2 separate regions of the Rattus norvegicus genome follow, and region 1 is linked to region 2. A link is a contact called in public Hi-C data. All regions are on one chromosome and are shown on one strand. Each heading gives the region's core, a stretch centred on a gene start, on an enhancer-like site or on the middle of the called end of the contact. The rest is flanking DNA. Distances are from core to core; before and after follow the strand shown. Region 1 overlaps Chn2 (chimerin 2). Region 2 holds the start of Chn2 (chimerin 2).

Region 1 (6,747 bases), core at 1,520-4,019, 180 kb before region 2:
TGTGTGTGTGTGTGTAAATGAATGCAGCTCCTTAGCTTGGCTAAGGGCAGTGGTCAAGTCTAATGAACACAGAGAAGCTCAACATCCCCAAAACAACCTCCCAAGCACAGCACGCAGTTGTGAGGTCATCTGAGGAAGGGACTGCGGCATAGTCACATGTTGGGCTTCTGAAGCCAGTTAGCTTTGTACAGAGCACCATGAGAACCATACTAACTATGGGCGTGAAAACTGCTGTGTGCTTCGGCTGGCTTCTCCCCCACTCTCTTCTCTCTACCACACTCCTCCTTCCCACTTATGTCTCTCCTGTCTGGCCCCTGGACACTGCACCCTGCTCCTTGCACTGTTCCCCAGGACTTTGGCTGGGTTTGGCCAATGGGAAGTCCTGGCAGAAGGTCACATATTGGGGGCTGTGAGAAGGGCAGTGATATGGGGTGGCCCCACTCTTGGGAGAGTTTGAGAGGATTGAGAGAAAACACCCAGGGTGACCCCCATCTGTTCCAGAGGCTTCTGCTGGTCTTTAGGGCTGAGCAAGCCTTTCTCCTTGGCATGGTAACTGCCTTCAGGTCAGGGGCAAAGCAGACAAAGCTACCAAGATGGGCAGCTGGGGCCCAGGAAACTACAAGTGAAGGGGTTACCTGTGTGTGTGGGAGGGGACAGAGCGGTGCTCTCCAAAGGGGGTCCTCAGTGAAGGAGGGTTTCCTAAGGAGGCGGAAGAAAGGGTTGCTGGTGAGGGCTTTATGGTAGGAGAATGGAAACCTAAGAGGCTTCGGTGCCTGTGGCAGGATGTAAAAGTGACTGGGGCACTGGTCCTGTAGCAGCCAGAGGAAAGCAGGGAAATGGATGGAAGAAGGCAGCTGACTGGGACGCTTCTGGGGAAGAGATGGGAGGACCAGAAATGCCAAGATCAATCTACCCCCATCTCAAGGAGTCATTCCCACACTGCAGCCATTTCTGCCTCGTGCTATAACCTTCCAGTTCCAAACCTCCACTAAGTCCTGAGAACGCAGATCCCATGTGAACAATCTGGGGGGGGGGGAAGGGGAGGGGGACTGTGAGCATGATGAAGAGGGTGGGGTGGGAGGCAGGGATCTGGATCCGCTCTGCTCTGCACGTACAACAGCCAGGGCAGAAAGCACTCTCCTTGGCTTTAACGTGATGTGTGTATGTGAGACACCACAGGCGTTTTATTCTTGTTTCAGTCTTTGAATGGATACTACATATGTCACAGTTCAAAGCTGAAAGAGCTTCAAACAGAAGCAAGGAGAGGACAAGTCTCTTCCACACTCGCCCTTTCAGACCCTTGCTTCCCCTCCCAACCATCAACAATGGCTACTCTGTTAGCTTGATGACTTGCCAGGAATTAAACATGTAAAACCTGTGTTTTCCTGGTTTGCATAGACGAAACATAAAGATACAGTTGCACTTTCCTTTTTTGCATTGCCCCCCTCCCAGCCCCCATCTTGTCCCAGGGCTGCCCGCCATGCCGTACAAGGAGGAGCTGCTGTGGAACTCACGGAGGTCGTTGTCTGACATTTACTACCACGAGAAACAGTGAAATGAATGAACAAGACAGAACTGGGGCTGACATCCTGCAAAAGCAGGGAAGAGAGCGAGGAGGCTGTAACTGGCGCTGAATGCCAAGGAGAAAACAGGGAAATGAACTTGGGCGCTAGGCGTCCCTAAAACAGGGAACGAATGAATACGATATAGCTGATACACCCCTGCATCTAAGACTTCAAAGGATCTGAGTTTTTTCCTTTCAGGTTTTTGGATTAAGGATAAATAGTTGATCTGGAAAATCCCTGGTTCCCCAACATCTTGGACAGAGGATACTCAACTTGCGTATTATTAAAAGTGCTTTTACCGCCTCACAGGTACACATTATTTTCACTTCAAATATGGGTGCAATTTACTGCATCAGACTACACCCAGTTAATACAGATGCACTTGCCATATTATCTATTTGACTCGGCGGGATGCATTTGGTGAGAAAGGTCGGTTCTTATAGCTAGAAACAGTACTGCATTTTCAAAATCAGACCATGTAAAAAGACTAAGTGACTTTTAAAATGACCATTGATAGGACAGTGGCCAAGTCCAAGTTGTTACTTAGAGCCATAAAGGCAATGACTGCACAGTGAGGTCCGGCTGCTCCACAGAGTTAAGATGCTCTGACGTGTGGTGGGCAGCCTGGGCTCACTCTCCTCTCTGCCCGTGTGAAGCAGGACTAAGGCACACGTGGGGAATCCTGCATGCGAATCTGGCACAGTTGCCTTGAGTCTAAAATGGGACACAGTCCCACGTCTGTGCAATCTGAGTTTAGACTCTGAGTGTTATTCATAGACTGCCGACCATACCATGATTCTTCTTTCCTGAAGACCAGTAGAGAATCTATGTGTGCCATAAATTCTAAAGTATGTTTCATATATTGTACTTAGACTGACCATTTTAATTAAGTGCACCGAATGGGTGACCCAAACACACTACGTTTTAAAAGCCAATTAATTCAATAAAGAATCGTGATGTTTGCCTACTGGTAGGGGCAGAACCTTCACAGCTTCACTCCATCTGCAGGCTCCCCACCTCCCCACCGCATCTACAGTCACTAAAGTCAGGTCCATTGCTAGCAACCTGGACTCCACTCAAGTCTGACAGGGGCAGGTAATTTATCTTTTTTTTTTTTCAATTAGCACTGTTACTGTTCTTGGATTTGTAATAGCACATTCTTTCCTAGGTTTACTTGGAAATGATCAATAAAACAAATGGGTGAGCAACGTTTGTGAGCCGTGGGATGGACCTGGCAGATTTGAGCACCGCTGGGAAGCCAACTTGTTCCACTATTAAACCTTCAAGACTCAAGGCCATTACTGAAGCAGACGGGGACCTCAGGCTCCTCTCCGTCAATCTACTCAAGTTCCCACCAACTCTTTTCCAGTCCCTGCCTCCATGGAGAACAGGCCCCTGCCTTGCCCTGAAGAGTAACAGGATCTCTGGCCAGACTGAGGCTTTTCCTAATCGCACTTGTCAATACAGGTCATGGAGAAATGGATGGATTCTTATCAAGTTAGTTCATAAGCTACTAACAAAATAAGTGCCCCGGCAGGCAGTGACCAGACCTACTGTCCAGAATATTCCTCATGAAAGCCAAGGACATCATTAGTGTCCAAGCAAATCCATACCCTTGACAACTGTCCATCAAACTTCCTGCTGACTACGGACTTCTTCCTTCAGCATCTCCTCTCTTTCCTCCCCTCCCTCCTCCCCAGTAAATGGGTGCAGACTGGCTCACTCGATGTGGTTATTGATCAGGTTCTCTAGGACAGCGGGTCTCAACCTGTCCGTCTCAAACCCTTTTGGGGTTGAACGACCCTTTCACAGGGGTCACCTAAGACATTCAGAAAACAGATATTTACATTATGACTCATAACAGTAGCAAATTTAGTTACGAAGTGGCAATGAAAATACCGTTATGGTTGGGGGTCACCACAAGGGGAGGAACTGTATTAAAGGGTCACAGCGTTAGGAAGGTTGAGAAGCACTGTTCTATGGGGAAGGTGTGCTGGCTAGATTTATGACAACTTGATACAAACTATAGTCATCGGAAAGGAGGAAACCTCCATTGAGAAAATGCCCACATAGGATCAGGATGTGGGTCAGCATGTGGAGCAATTTTCTCAATTAGTGATCCATGAAAGAGGGCCCAGCCCACTGCATGGGGGCCATCCCTGGTCTGGTGATACTGAGTTCTGTAAGAAAGCAAGCTGAGCACGCCATGGGAAGCAAGCCAGTACATGGCGCCCCTGGATCACTTCCATGTCAGTTCCCACCTCCAGGTTCCTGTCCTGTTTGCGTTCCTTTGATGATGAACAGTGATGCGGAAGGGTAAGCCGGTAAACCCATGCATTTGGGTCATGGTGTTTTATCACAGCAACATAAACCCTAACTGAGACAGAGGGCACATCACGTCATGTCAGTTTCCTGCTGAGAATAGCGCCCAGAAATAACGCCCAGCTTCCACAGATGGGATGTCCTTGCTGGTTTCCATTGTGAGGCCTGCTTTCTGTAACAGACGGTGTTTCCAAATGGCAATGCTCTCTGATTCAGAAATACAAACACCACTTCAGAGACTTATTTTACAATTCATCTCCTGATTTATCATGACTGAGGAGGTCAGCTTCCAGATTTCCTATTCTAAATCGCTTTTGAACAGATTTACAAACACTAAGGACTAGCTTTCATCTGGACCAGAACAAACTCGAAATATGGCGCGCTCTCTCTCTCTCTCTCTCTCTCTCTCTCTCTCTCTGTCTGTCTGTCTCTCTCTCTCTCTTTCTGTCTCTCTCTCTCTCTGTCTCTCTCTCTCTCTCTCTCACACACACACACACACACACACACACACACACACGCGCGCGCGCGTGCGAGCACACAGCTTTCCTATTAAATGTAAACAGTCAGCAGTCCCAAAATATCCCAAATCAATTATTTCTGAAAGAATACACAGGTGTTGGGGTGATATTAGAGTTATAAAAAGAAAATGGCAAATTATGTTTTCATGGGCCAGCTGCTCATCTGATGTGATGCTGGAGAAGGCCCTCCTTTGCTCTGAGACTCAATCAGCAAATCAATTACCATCACGCCCTTGCTGCCAACAGACTGGCTGCTGTCTCCAGCCACCCCAGTACCCGGTGAGTCTCCCATCTTGGATGCCTAGTCCTTACCTTCAGCCTAAGCCTTCACTGGCTTCCACCAGTCCTGGCATCAGGGGGCCACTTGCAGTTAAGGGTTAGCAGCTCCCAAAGGAGTGGCGTTGCCATCTTGCCCTCTGCGTATCGCTCTTTGCTCAGTCCTAGACCACTCCAGAAGCTGGGCTTGGCTCAGCCACAGTGGGGTGCTGATGGTATGGTGAGCTGTCACTCCCAGAGGGAAATGGATATGACAAGGCAAAGCAGATGGTCCCCAACGGGACACATCCCTGAAGTCTCCCTGCCAACGGTGTTGGTGCCTTTCAAATATGCTGCAGGATACTGGAGACAGAAATGGTGTCCCCTTCACTATATCCTTCCACTGCTACAACACGCCCAGCTCACACACTCACCCAAGTCAAGGGTTTTCTGATAGCAGTGAAGCACAGCTTGCTTTGCTGGGGGGAAAATCAGCTCGACTAAGCCATCCTGAGACAGCAGCCATTATGGTGAAGGCTTCTAAGTCTGTCAGTAACTCTTCTTGTCAGTTAGCTCACCTCAGAAGGCAGCTAGCCTCCTGCCCATGGATGCTCACACATCCCTAGGATGGACAAAGACAGATACCATGCATTTGGCCCATTTTGGAGACAGAGACAGCCAGCAGGCCCCAAGGGGAGATTTAAGACATTTTTCACCCACTGTTTGGCATCCAACAATAATGGAATGTTTTCTTTCAAACTACAAATAAACCCACAAATGACTATCTGTCTAAGTTCTGCCTCTGACCATAAAGCAAATCATGGAACATTTATGGGCCGTGAGTTTCTCTCCTGAAGCTCAAGAGGGGGTTAACTTGGAAGAGTCTAAGGACCTTTTGGCACTTCAGTTCTAAACTTGGGAGGATTCTTCCCAACACTCTGACAAACTAAATCTATCCTTATCCATTCTCTGTCAGCACAAGCTGAAGCTAGATAGCCCATGACTGTGCCCTGGGCTGCTTACCTTCTCCACTGGTGTGTGTTCCTCGTGGGTGACACCAGCCTTTCTTGACTCATTTTTAGACCTGCTCAGCCTTCTGGACACTTTTTCTCTGAGGAGAGTGGCGTATCCGATGTGCTCGTAGATGGGATTTGTGGTCATTTTTGCAATGTACTCAGCAGCCTTGGTCTCTATGTAGAGCGTGATCAAGCCATCTGTCACCAGGTCGTGAATGGATTCGAACCTCTTCTCACCCACAAAATGCTTCCCATCATGGAAGAGCCGGTAGTTTAAGGTCTGGTTTCCAAACCTGCTCGCCAGAAAGCCAAGGATTACAACCGGTGAGATAACACGGGGAAAGTGAGGTAGCTTCCAGAACATTCCATTTGTTGGGCCTGGAGCGGGTGCTTGGATCTCATCTCAGAGATCCTGTGAGATGGGTACTGTGATTATCTCTATTTAACAGGAGAAGCAACAGAGTCACAAAGAGCTGCCGCTCCCTGTTGGAACCCACGGGTCTGGAAGGAAGCAGACGGGATCTAACCTCGGGTATGCATTTGGGAACAATCCTATGAGTCACTCAGGACACTGGATCATTCCATTCTCATTTATACAAACACATCATTTATAAACTTCCTTAATGGGAGGTGACCATTACCTCTGCAAGGGATACTAACACCAAAGACCTCTGATGCCCTTTATTATCTTACCAGTCTTTGACTGCAACCCCATCTCTACCATCCCGGTTAATGAAGCAGTAGAGAAGCATCAGCTAGGTGCTAAATGTACCATCAATCCTGGCATCCCCCAGTCTCACCTGCATGACTATCTGTGCCTACTCTGGGGTGCCAGGAGATAGAAAAATGCTCTGCCTATCCAGAGTTCTTAACAGCTTTTGACCTAATCCCTCATCACTGAGCCACATAAGACATGCTCTGGGCATCTCCAGTTGCAACTCGGAAAGCGTCTTTGTGAGGTCACTCTGTGGAGACGGTTGGATACATGCCCTTCGTGAGCTGTCCTGGGAAGGCTTTTCTCGTATCCATTCTTTCTATGGAGAGAGCTCTAATCAATTTCCAGGAGCACAC
Region 2 (6,566 bases), core at 1,187-3,686:
CCCACAGTTGGCCCTTCCGCCTGGTGACTAATGGGTTCACAGAGTGCCCTACTTTCTCAGACTCTGGCCTTTGCCTGCAAGAACCCAGCTGCTCTGCGAAACAGACTCTATTCTTCTCTGCTCAACACCTCTCACAGGTGTGAATTGCTTGTGTCCTCTGAATTATTCATTAGCCACACAATGGTAAGTGTGCTTAAAAAGAACTATGATTCCATATTTTTGCAAGACAAAGTGTCTGATGAATTGGTGCACTAGGCCATATAAACCCACAGGTCAGGTTGATTTACATGCAATGGTAAATAGATTCAATGTCCACTCTTTTGCCTTTCAGATTTCATGCAATTTCCCACAGTCTCCAACAGGATTAAGAGACGGGTCCATAAAACAGGGGAGAAAGCCATTGTAAGCCTGCTGTCCTCTCTGCAGTCACCGCCCTCCAAAGCTTATCCTGGCTGCTATGAGCAGCAAAGTCTTCCCAGGGCTGACCTAGGCTTCTTAAGCTGTATCAAGATCCAGAATTTCAGATGGCACAGCATCGGTACCCTACGCCTCCAGGGAATCCTAAGATGATGCTGTCTCCTGTTTCCTCCTCATCATCATCCTTCCTCGGTCCTCCCCTTGCTACCTTTATCCCCTCAGTTCATGGAGTGGGCAGGCTTTGGAGAGGGAGAAACATGTGCTAATAGGAAGGCAGCATCTCTGCATTTTAAATTCAATGTTAGTCAACCAAAATGAATTGAAACGCAGTGGCAGTGGTTTGAGGGTACTAAAAATAAGCCCTAGCATTTGCTGAGTTCTCAGAATTAAAACCACAGGCGGTCAACTTGTTGCTGTTCTTAATAAGAGCTGACTGCTCTGCCCACCAGTCCCTACTGCCAGCAGCTCAAACTACCCGGCACCTAACAATGCTGTTTTTATTAGTTGACAGCACTCATTAAAGGAAGTGTCATTTCCATGGGACTAAACCTGACCAAGAAAAGATAGCATGTAGCAAGCATTCAAGAGAACAACTACTCTCTGGTCACAGTCACCTTGTGTCTACAATTTGGTTAGTTACACATCCACAGCTGTGGTTCCTTTCATGCCTGCCTTCCTGCCCAATGCTGCATCTCTTCTCCACACTGAATTTAATTTTTGGAGAATAAAGAAAAAGAATTCAATGGGACACCATACAATATTAATACACAGAGCATTCCCACTAGGACTTTAAGACTTTTCTTTGACCCTTGAGTTCTGTATGTCAAACAGAACTGTGTGTCTTAACAGCCATCCCTTCAGGGTTTCTTATTAAAGTTTTCAGTGACCAAAGGGGTAGGGGAACTGTACCTAATGCATCATTCTGATTAGAAACCTGTCATGTTCAGAAACCAGAGGGGCTGCCTCCATTGATTCTTATGCCTTTGCATTCATTATCATTTTTTTTCTGTTCAATTAGACCTGCTGATCAACCATAGAAAAGCTGAAAGCCCTTTTTTTCACCCAGCCACATTTAACACAGAAAAAAAATGGAAGCCTTGAAAGTAAAATTACAGCGTAGGATAAGAACGCGTCTAGAGCCCCCCTCGCTCGCTCCTGCACACACACATGCTCTCTGTGTCTGTCTCACAGTCTCTCTGTCTGTCTCTGTCTCTCTCTCTGTTTCTCTGTCTCTGTCTACACACACACACACACACACACACACACACACACACACACACACACACACACAGTTCACAGGGTAAACATGCCAGGAGTCAGAGAGGCTGGGCTCGACCTCCATTCCACTATCCCACTTTAGTAGGACGAGCAAGACACATTTTCCTCCTGGCTGCTCTCTCAAACCCATGCCCCAAGCGAGTGTCTCCAAGGAGCTAATTTCTGAAACAAACAAAGAAATCCGAGTCTGCAAGGAGCTAGGGTTTGCACCCTTCTTTGGCTCTGGGTATCCAGGGTAGCAGGCGCCAAGATACACAGGTCCGGAGCTCAGCTGTGCCCTCACCTTCCCGGCGCTTTCTGCCCCCGTTCCAGCTGTGCAGAAAGTGCAAGGCTGCTGGCAGCTACTGCTCGCCAGGAGCCCCAGACTCCTGGTCCGCAAGCCTAGGACACTACCGAGTCCCACCTCTACGCTGTCACAGGTCAGACGAGGAGGTGCTGACCACCTTAACAAGTGTCCCGGGGACGCTGGTGCCCCGCGCCACGCTCTCCTAGAGCGGGCGGGACGGCCACAGGTAGACTCTCCATCCCCGCACAGGCGACCGCGCGCTGAAACTCACCAGAGGACACGGAGGAGCCGGACAGACTAGAGTTGCTGGACGCTGCCATCTCGGCGCCGCGCGTCGCTGCTTGCTCAGTCCCGGTGCGGGCGGCGTCGCCGCTGCCCTCGGCCGGCCGCTCGCAGCCCGCGCGGCCCCCAGCCCATGGCAAAGTCCTGGGGACGCGCGGGAAGCACCGGCCTCCGGACTCTGCCTGCACTTCCTGCTCCGCCAGATGACGCGCTGCCGCCGCCGCTATTTATTCGTGCTCGCTGTCCCTCTCGGCGCCTGGGCGCGCTCCGCTACGGGCGTCGGAGTGGCAGGGGCGCAGCGAGGCCGAGGCGGCCGGCCAGGAGGATGGGACCACCGCTCTCAGCGTCCCCGCTGTCCCCGCTGCGAGCCCGCTCCCTGCGCGCGACTGGAACCTGGGCACCCCTGGGCTCCCAGCACCAGCTCTAGAGAATTCAGCCTCCGCCGCCGCACTTCGAGCGGCCCGGGCAAAGGCGGGGGAGACAGATAGACAGCGACCTCCCCCTTCTCCCTCCTCCCCAACTCAGCTCGCGCGCGCACACAAAGGAAGGAGGAGAGGAACGCCGGCGCTCCGGGCTGAATCCACTCTGCCCGCTTGACAGCTCCAGCACCCCTGGCTGCTGGGGGAGGCTGAGGACCAAGGGGTGGGGACCATCAGGACTCGGAGCCTGCCCCGAGGTGTTGGGCAAACCGCCAGGGACGCGCAGCGGACCGAGCAGCAGTGTACAGCGCTGCTTCCCGAGTTAGAGAAGGGGATGGAGGGGTTGTAGGAGGAAGGTGGCAGCAAGCTCTAGGCTCTGGAGCAACCACACAGTGTGGGGAGGGAGTGCGGGGGGGGGGGTCCCAGAAGGCGAAGGCGAGGTCTCTGAGGATTAGGTGCGGGGCAGCAGGCCAGGATGCCACCGAGGCTGGGAAGCGCCCTTTCCACCACCCTACAATTTGTCCTTTGTTGGTCAGGAATCGAAGGTCCCTGCCCTGGTGTAGGTCTCCTAAACCACTCAGGGAGCCGATCTGGCTACACTGAAGTACTCCAGTCACTGGCAGGGACCGTGCCCCAAAAGTCCACTATGCTTCTGAGACTGGTGTTAAAAAAAAATAAAAATAGAGACATCCCAAAGGTGGCATCGGTCTTACACAAAGAAAGTGGTCCTCTGCCCCTTGTTCGGGTCCTCACAAAAGACTAAGACTGCAGCAGGTGCAACTGAAGCCTTTAAGGATAAGGAATTGCCTAGGTGTATGAGAGAAAGGGACTGGGGCTGGTCTGTGCCATTCTCCTGTATTTAAACCTAAATTAATTTCACTGGAAGGAAATGTCATGCAGATATATATTTTAAAATCCGTTTCACGCTCCCAGCAGAGTAATCGGTTCTTTCATTCCTAAAGCTACAGAAAACTGTGAAATTTGAACAGAAATTGTTAGATCAAAGGAAAAAAAGCAAACATTAAAGGAATGAAAGTACTCTCATTATAGAGCAAAACGGAAAGTGTTCGCATTGGGAGCAGCACGATTTTGAAAAACATGGCTAAGAAGGGCATAGTCCATTTGAAAATTATCAGGAGTGACTCGGAACAGCGGCCACGTCCTGGGGGCCTCCACATCTGCAGAGGACCTCGTGTACAGTGAATAATAAGTGTTAAATGATCACGATATGCACTCATGTCACATTTTCTACTTGATTTAAAGTATATTTTAAAATTTCCCCCTAGGATGCCATCCCAGTGTGACTGCCCAACAAGTGCCCCCACCCACATTTATTTGTTGATTAGTTTGGGGGGGGAACCTCTTGTTGAACTCCCATGAGCCACTTCAGCTCCACTGAGCTGTATCATCATGGACTCCATTTATAGGGCTCTTAAGACAGATCTGCCTGGGTCAGCTAGACTCAGGTACTGCTAAGTCTCCTCATCCCATGCACTTTTGGAGGGCAGTGCAAGCTTGAGGTGACTTCATCTGGAGCCCTGTGGGTACATACACTCACCCAGCATGCTCTGGACCACTCTATGGGAGTGGAACTTCTTGCACACCCAGAGTTCAAGGCACGACATGACATTCAGTTGTCTGGCTAGTAATTTACAAAGTCCTCTGGATCTCTAGATGGTGGGCAAGGCTGTCGCTGGACAAGATCATTACTACGTGGGCATTGAAGAAAACCAGCATCTCAGTTCAAACAAGGATGTCAGCAAATACTTTATAGTCCTGTTTCTCCACTTCTACTACTGATAACATGGAGAATAAGCTTGAGAAAAATACTAGTTGTGATACCATATCGTGCTATTCAAGACTGTATTCCAAGAGGTTGTAAATTGTTTAGCTGAAAGGTAGAACCAAACATTCGAACAATGTTTTCTTTCTCCAGGAACCCAAGTGGTATGCATATGTGGTAGTTTGAATAGGAATGACCCGTATAGACTCGTGGCTTGAATGCTTGGCCATAAGGAGTAGCACTATTAGGAGGTGTGGTCTTATTGGAGGAGATGTGACCTTGTTAGAGGAAGTGTGTCACTGTGGAGGTGGGCTTTGAGGTGTGCCATGCTCAAACTCCATTGAGTGTGGAAGCCAGTCCCCTTCTTGCTGCCTGCAGATCAAGATGGAGAGCTCTCAGCTCCTCCAGCACCATGTCTGCCTGCATGCCAGCATGTTTCCTACCATGACAAAAACAGTGGATTAAACCTCTGAACTATACACCAGCCCCAATTAAATGTTTTCCTTTATAAGAGTTGCCTTGATTCTGGTGTCTCTTCACAGCAGTGTAACCCAAGCTAAAACAACATACAAACATGCAGGCAAAACATATAGGTAAAATAATAAATATTTAAAAAAAAACCAAAATATGGCCCAGTAATAATCTTCATTACTCCAGATAGATGAAGGGATGGACAGGTTCTCACTGTGAAGGCACCACCACCAGGTAAAAACAATGCAATCCGAAAGTAGAAGAGAGAGCTTCCGTGAGGCCCAGCTTGTGGTCAGAGGTAGATGGAGTCGGTCGTTTTGAAGAACAAACCTAAAACAGTTTCTGGACTGATATCTGAAAGTTGATGGCTCATTGGGACAGCTGAATGTTAATCATCAGGGAAAACGTAGCCACTCGTAGTCCAGATCCACTTTCTCCGGTTCAAAGACCGAGGGGCTTGAGTCTCCTGATCAGATATTTCAGACTGTAAATTAACAAGCAGGACCTGATGCGAAGTGCTAAGTCTCTTTGTCAGTAGGCGCAGGAGCCCCTGGTGGCAGGCCTCCCGACATGCTTCCCCAAGTGAAATGATAAAACCTTCATTCGTGCATTTAATTCACTTCTCAACAGCACCACACAATTCTGTATAGGTGCTATTGGTAGGAGTCTAACACGATCCAGTACAATTTTCTTAAATACTGCGTCCAGCTTCCTCCAAATGATAAAGGATCGAGGGAAAAAGGAGAGTTTGTCAATAATGTGCTCTGACATAGAATTTAAAGTTGCCATTTAACTTAGCACTCACTTACTTTCTTTTCTATTTTTACATTTATTTGGTGTGTATTCATGTATGTGCATTTACACATGTTTATGTGTTTGTACCATATATGTCTGTCTATGTGTTTGTACGTAAGGGTATATTGTTTATATGTTTATGTGTGTATACATGTGTGTATGCATGTGTGTGTATGCATGTGTGTATCTGTGTCTGTGTGTGCATGTGTGTGTGCCATGTGTTTATGCATGTGTGCATGTGTGTGTGTGTGTGTACGTATGTGTGTGTGTTTGCCTGTGTATCCACACCCATGCTTGCACATGAGGACAACTTACAGGAGTCAAGTGTCCTCCTTCTACTCAGAAATTGAACTCAGACCCAAGTCCTCAGGCTTGAGGACAAATATCCTTACTCATCGAGCCATCTTACCAGCCCCTAGCAATAATTGTAACACCGATTTCATCACCACATCAGAAATTCATGAAGCAAGTTGCCCTGCAGCCTAGGTCACTGGGTATGTCAAACCTGAGTAACTGAACAGGGCTCTCTACCTTCAAAACCTTCCTTTCTGTGATTCCCCTTTCTAACTGTACTTCCTGCTGACTCCTTCTCAGCTGTGATCTTTTCCCTTTGTGCCCTGTGTACCTAGGAGCTGTCAACACCAGTTTCTGTCCAGGTCCTTCCCGTTGACCAGTGAGCTGTGGGCAAAGTTCACCAGAAGGCACTTTGTCCAGAGAATCTTCTCATTTCCCTGCCAGCTCTTCCATGGAATGCTTTCACTCTCTACCAACAGATCTCAGTTCTGTCTTGTCTTAATGGCATTGCTGGCTGTGGTGACAGTTTTCTCACCTTCAT

Evidence for each region. A called contact is a pair of places that touch in the nucleus more often than the background predicts.
Region 1: a Hi-C map of liver shows a contact between it and region 2, with 5 times the contacts expected there. The contact joins the enhancer-like site here to the promoter of Chn2 in region 2. A contact is called at or near these places in 12 of 12 Hi-C or Micro-C datasets (the A7r5 cell line, the Rat2 cell line, Schwann cells and 7 more) and 1 of 1 datasets of contacts at active chromatin or transcription factors (oligodendrocytes).

Annotation. Positions count from the first base shown.
Region 1 is chr4:84,659,028-84,665,774 of GRCr8, reverse strand. Chn2 (chimerin 2) reads right to left here. Exons shown (of 13, transcript NM_032084.2): 6 at 5,684-5,969. Among named protein-coding and RNA genes, the nearest start is that of Prr15, 100 kb to the left of the region's middle. Within about 2 kb of position 2,769, at least 1 of the 93 cell types and tissues checked has an H3K27ac peak or open chromatin away from gene starts, as enhancers often do. A contact at or near this core is called in liver, where this site is marked.
Region 2 is chr4:84,474,859-84,481,424 of GRCr8, reverse strand. Chn2 (chimerin 2) reads right to left here and starts at 2,436. Exons shown (of 13, transcript NM_032084.2): 1 at 2,253-2,436. The coding sequence starts at 2,301.